2 separate regions of the Sus scrofa genome follow, and region 2 is linked to region 1. The links are chromatin contacts, called in public Hi-C maps. All regions are on one chromosome and are shown on one strand. Each heading gives the region's core, a stretch centred on a gene start, on an enhancer-like site or on the middle of the called end of the contact. The rest is flanking DNA. Distances are from core to core; before and after follow the strand shown.

The links. A called contact is a pair of places that touch in the nucleus more often than the background predicts.
Region 2: a Hi-C map of liver shows a contact between it and region 1, with 3 times the contacts expected there. The contact joins two enhancer-like sites. A contact is called at or near these places in 1 of 5 promoter capture datasets (liver) and 9 of 47 Hi-C or Micro-C datasets (brain, embryonic fibroblasts, fetal liver and 5 more).

The regions. Positions count from the first base shown.
Region 1 is chr18:54,754,450-54,757,260 of Sscrofa11.1, reverse strand. The region is part of intron 8 of POU6F2 (POU domain, class 6, transcription factor 2); the gene reads left to right. Among named protein-coding and RNA genes, the nearest start is that of YAE1D1, 93 kb to the right of the region's middle. Within about 2 kb of position 1,335, at least 13 of the 83 cell types and tissues checked have an H3K27ac peak or open chromatin away from gene starts, as enhancers often do. A contact at or near this core is called in liver, where this site is marked.
Region 2 is chr18:55,137,681-55,140,491 of Sscrofa11.1, reverse strand. It overlaps POU6F2 (POU domain, class 6, transcription factor 2), which reads left to right. Exons shown (of 10, transcript XM_021079083.1): 2 at 1,264-1,435. Among named protein-coding and RNA genes, the nearest start is that of POU6F2, 93 kb to the left of the region's middle. Within about 2 kb of position 1,436, at least 2 of the 83 cell types and tissues checked have an H3K27ac peak or open chromatin away from gene starts, as enhancers often do. A contact at or near this core is called in liver, where this site is marked.

The DNA.
Region 1 (2,811 bases), core at 86-2,585:
GGGTTGAATCAGAGCTACAGCTGCCAGCCTACACCACAGCCACAGCAACGCCAGATCCGAGCCAAGTCTGTGACCTACACAACAGCTCACAGCAACGCTGGATCCTCAGCCCACTGAGCGAGGCCAGGGATCGAGCCTGAAACCTCATGGTTCCTAGTCAGATTCATTTCTGCTGCGCCACGACAGGAACTCCCACAGCTTTCTTTTCAACTCTGGTTATTATTAGTGATCTGGCCAAAAGCATCCTGCACAAATCACACACATGGATTTAGCTGCTAGTCTCGAGGAACTAGTAAGGAGACAACAATAAAGGCAGCCAGGGAAGGGAAGATAGAAATAGAATGGACTCACCCAAAGCTGCATCCCAAGGCCTAACCCGCCGGCTTCTGCATTTTGCCAAATTAGGACTGGAGTAGAGCAGACCTCGCAGGTCCTTCCAGCCTAACTCAAGTTCATGTTCGTCTAGAGGTGGGGCCGACACAAGGCAACGAATGTACCCCCCACAGGACCTGCTTAGTTCTGCTCAGAGAAAAACCCTCCCCCCCAACTCCAGATTCCACTGGCCACCCCAGCCCACTGACCCCCAGACTCTTGCCACTTGCCATAAATCACGGGATCGGTGGAGGGAGGGCAAAGCCAAGGTGCCTGCAGAGCTGCCTACACAGCGGGTAGGGTCTGTGGATAATGAAGGGTCAAAGGAGGCCACGCCCCAACTCCACCAGACCAGAGCCACAGAGAAAGCTCCTGTCTGGGGGGTCAGGGGTTCCCCCACAGGCATCGGAATGGCCTGCGGTGCTTGTTAAAAACAGCCCTCCCAGGCCCCATCGGTGACTCCAAGACCTCCTGCACTAAGAAAACCACTGTCCTAAAAACCATCCGTGACAAGGAAATGCCCCGGCTTCCACTTCCCACTCTTGGTTTTGAAGCCGCAGGCCGGCCGGGTCCTCATTCTCTCTTGGACAGTGGCCAGGCCCCCTACCTGCGCTGTCCTGTGCCACGTGTCCCGCTCTGTTCTACAGCGGAGCTTCCGGGCTGCTCTCTCCTTAGGACCTTCTCCCACAACAAGGAGCCCGTTTGGGCTCTTCGGAGTTGCCCGCCCCCGCCCCAGGAAGCGGTCCCATCGGTCCCAGCACGGGGTCGGCCCGTTTGTGCTCGTCCTGCCCTTTCAGAAGACAACCACCACTGCCCGAAGGCGTTTCCACCTCCCTACCGCCACCTCCGAACCCACTCCCGCCCCCTGGGGGGTGCACGCTCCACGGGCAGGATCAGCAGAAAGGGCTCGGCAAGGCGGCAGGACTGAGGAGGCTGCAGGGGAGGGGAGGAGGAGGAGGAGGAGGAGGAGGAGCTGAAGGCGCAGCCGGGACCACTTCCCACTGACGGGGCCCAAGCGCAGACGCGGCCCTGGCCGCCAAATCTTCTAGCCTTTCAAAACAGGAAACCCAAATGTCCTCCGGAAATTTCCCAGGGTTTAATGTTGGCAAGTAATTCTCCCAGACTGAAGCACTCGAAAAGCTGAGTGTTCTCTGCAAGCTGCTCATCTGCAACTTCTACTCCAGGAATTTTTAAATGAAGAAATGGAGAAGGGGCTCAGAGCTGCTCTGTGCGTGGAGGTGACTTCCCAGAATCCTTAGCAAACCCTCCAAGCTGCCCCAGACTGCTCTGCTGGTGGGAATTAAGATCCAGAGGGCAGGAGTTCCCACTGCGGCTCAGCAGTAACGAACCCAACTAGTGTCCATGAGGACTCGGGTTCAATCCCTGGCCTTGCTCAAGGGGTTAAGGATCCAGAGTTGCTGTGAGCTGTGGTGTAGGTGGCAGAAGCGTCTCAGATGTGGCATTGCTGTAGCTGTGGTGCAGGCTGGCAGCTGCAGCTCAGGGTCTACCCCTAGCCTGGGAACAGTGCAGCCAAAAAAAAAAAAAAAAAAAAATCCAGAAGGTATCACCCACCAGGCAGAACCCAAACAAATCCTCATTAACAGAGTGATGCCAGCTTTCTGGGGTGAATTTGGGGAGAAAAAGCAGCCAAATCAGTTTTATAGCCACCCTCGGCCCCTGCCCATGGACGTAGATTCTCAATGTCCTAAACGAAAGTCCCCACTCCCAGCACAAGCTCCCTCCTCCTGCTACTCAAACCCTCGAGGGCCCCACAGCCCCGCTTGCCTCGCTGCAGCGGTGCCCGCCCACACCCGGCTGCCACCGACCAGAGTATTCTCTAAAAGCTGCCCGCTGGGCGGGGCCCTCCCAGTGACATGTCCCAGAGACATCCCAGACAGATGTACCCTCCCCGTCACCTCGCCTCCGCTGTAAATTCCAGTGCGGGTGCCCCGCGGTCAGTCCTGACTACCCTCGACCTGGTATTTTCCTCGCATCGTGTCTCCTTGGTAAGGCTGGGCCCCAGCCGCCTGCAGGCAGCGAACTCCACAGAGGCTGGAACCCTCTTCTCTTTCTCTTGCTCCTTCTCTGCACTCGCTGGGACTCCCAGGAGTCGCCTGGGAAGTACGGACGGACGAACCGCTGTGGCTACGCCCACTTTGCACCTGTCTTCCCCCAGCGAGATTAGGCCTAGTGGCGTGTGAACGTCCTACAGGACTCTGTTTTAATGAGAGAGGAGAGCACAGCGTACCCTCCCTGGCTGATGCCAGTGACGCAGCCCCTCTCCCCTGTAATGACAGAATCTACATAAGCGCTAAGCCCCCCATTGATATGAACAGCTTTGTTTCAAAGTCCTTGAGAAACTGGCCATTGGGCGACAGATGTTTAGTTCTTCTCACGGTAACAGGAGCGCCTTAGACAAGTCGTGGGATGGGCTGCAAG
Region 2 (2,811 bases), core at 187-2,686, 380 kb before region 1:
AGTGCATTTGATGACAGCTTAAACTATTTGTATTGATTAACATTTTCATAGATTATCATGTGTCATATCAAATTCACTTTTCAGGCATGAATACATTAAAAAAAAAACCATCACCACAGGCATACCGCAACCAATGTCATGATGGGACAGGGGATCTGCGCCACACCTGCTCCTGCGCTGGTCACCTGTTTCCTGCTCAGGAACCATTTAGGCATGAACTTGGCAATAAATAGCTCCCAGATCACGCAAAAAGGGCGCTTCTGGCTTTTCTTTCCCTCTGCCTCCGATATCTGTGCCACAACAGTATCATGCGTCTTAGTTGGCAAGTGGAATAAAGGGCTACACTTGGAGAACATTGCTGATCCTAAAATGCCTTCCTAATGAGCTGAAGATCAAGCAGATTTACATTATTGGGGGGGTGTCAAGTTTGCCTTTTCGGAGGTGCTTTTTGTTTTCTTTCATGCTCTGGGCGTATGATGCTCTGGGTATCCGAGCTATTGAACACAGTTTGTAAGTATTTTTCCGATTCCTTTAAAAAAATGTCAACCCGTGTTCATGTCTTTTTGTCGTGTATGGTTCGCTTTCAGATGTTCTTCGGAGGTGGGGTCAGCTTCCGTCGGATCTGGGACCAGCGGAGTCAACTTCGGCGGCGCTGGTGGCATTTACATAAGACGTCTCTTTCATTCCAGCGAAAGCCTCCGGAGGGCCTCTTTCTCCCTCTCTCTTTTCTCTGCTCTGGGATCGGGTTTAATTGCTTCTCCCCCAGGGAGAGGGCTTCCTAAAATAGCCCCTGGCTCCTCCGTAGGGTGCTCCTTCCTTTTGAGTCTGTGGCCAAAGTACCAACCCCGCACTTTCTTCCTTTCCTTTCTTTTTCTTTCTCTCCCCCCCCCCCTTACTGCGTTGAAGAGGCGCAAGGTGTAAAAACAGTCACACAAAAGCACGTCCCACAATTAAAGCTGCGTTGGTTAGGTTGCTTTCAAAGAAGTTTGTTTTTTTTTTTTTTCCCTCCTCTCTCGGAAGCCTCCTGCATCTCTCACATGCTAGTTGAGCTTTAATAGGGAGGGAGTAATGGAGAACTCCTCGGCTCTGTAATAGCTCTTCACTTGACTGCAGCCAGCACTAACAGCGGGAGCAGGCAGAGATAAGAGAGAGGGAGAGAGGAAGAGGGTGTGTGTGGGGAGAGAGAGGGAGAGAGGAGCGAGGACACGCTCACACTAAAGCGGCCACTTCGTCTTCCTCCCTTCCCGCTTTTCCCCATCCTAGGATCCAATGATAGCTGGACAAGTCAGCAAGCCCTTGCTGTCAGTGCGGAGTGAAATGAATGCAGAGTTGGGAGGTGAGGACAAGGCTGCTACTTCAGACAGCGAGCTGAATGAGCCCCTGCTTGCGCCGGTGGAATCCAATGACAGCGAGGACACTCCCAGCAAGCTCTTGGGTGAGTCCGTCTAGGTGTTTCATTTCGCTCCTACCGTGTTGCCTAGAAGAGCACCCGCACCCCCCTCCCCCCCCACCCCAGGGCTGTTCGTGCGAGTTTCTTCCAAGTACCCAAAGAGGACCTTGGCATCTTGGGTGCCCACCCCCCCCACCCCCAGGCGGAGGCCCACTGGCCGGGAGGGTGTCCTCCAAACTTTTCCCAACAAGGAACTTCCTCCTGCGCCTTTGGACTGGTCAGATTTCGCTTGAGTCCGCAGGCGAGAAATCATTTGGGGGGAAAAAGAAGAAGAAGATGGTAGTATCATCAGGAAATCAGTTCCATTGTGAGAACTGGTTAACGTTTATTGAATAAATATCGACTCAGTTTCGGGTTGCTTCGCAGCCTTTTGTTAAGGGGAAGGAGAGTAAAGAGTTATTATCTGTAGTCAAAAGACCAGAGAGGGGAACTGAAAAATATCAATACCGGCGTCCGCTGCCAGGTAAACAAAGGTGGCTACGGGAAGTGCTCGAAGAACAAACATTTCATAATCGCAGTCAGAATGGCTATCTCTTCTTTTAAACGGGGGAGGGGGGAGAGGAGGACAGAAAATAGGTCCTTGGCGCCCCTCCCCTTTGCCTCTCCCCTCTGGCCAGAGTTTATAGCCTCGTCCTAAGTGTGGAGGCAGCCCGATCCTGTTAGAAATCTTTGTTTCATAAACAAAACAGGAACAAGCGGAGTGCCACTCCAGCAAAGACATCTGTCATTCAAACAGATGACACTCTGTAAGCCAACTCAGGCAACTGTGATCTCTAATCAGAAGGGGAGCAGGCTGGGGAGGCGCGTGACTGACGGATGGAGGGTAGATGTCCCCGCTGGAGGGGCGCTTACGGGATAGAATGACAGGAGGCTTTCAGAACAGTTGCTCCTGAAGCACGTGCTTTTAATTGTTTTCTGGTATCCATAAGCTTATAAGACTGAATCTGTGTGTTAGGTATGCACATATATGACATACTAACCTGTGCATATATATATGTTTACCTGATGTATATGTACTTAAATATATATACACACACCCTCACATCTCAGTATGGATGTGTGTGCATTTATTAGACAGAAAACTGCTTGAGCTCAGGTTAATCGTGCGTCTGAACTTGAAAGAAGCACAGCATCGTTGCATAGACTGCTTTATTAAGGAAGCCATTCATTCAGTTAAAAAGATAAGCTTAACAAAACAAAAACAAAAACAAAACCCTATGGACAGAAAGCGACTTGGACAGTGTGGTAGCTCTAGGCCAGCTTCAACAGGGAGCTGTCCTCTGATTTTAAATGATCCAACTTTAGAGGAGTGTGGCAGAGAAACTTTCTGTATCCAGTGTTCCATTGGTAAAAACACTGTC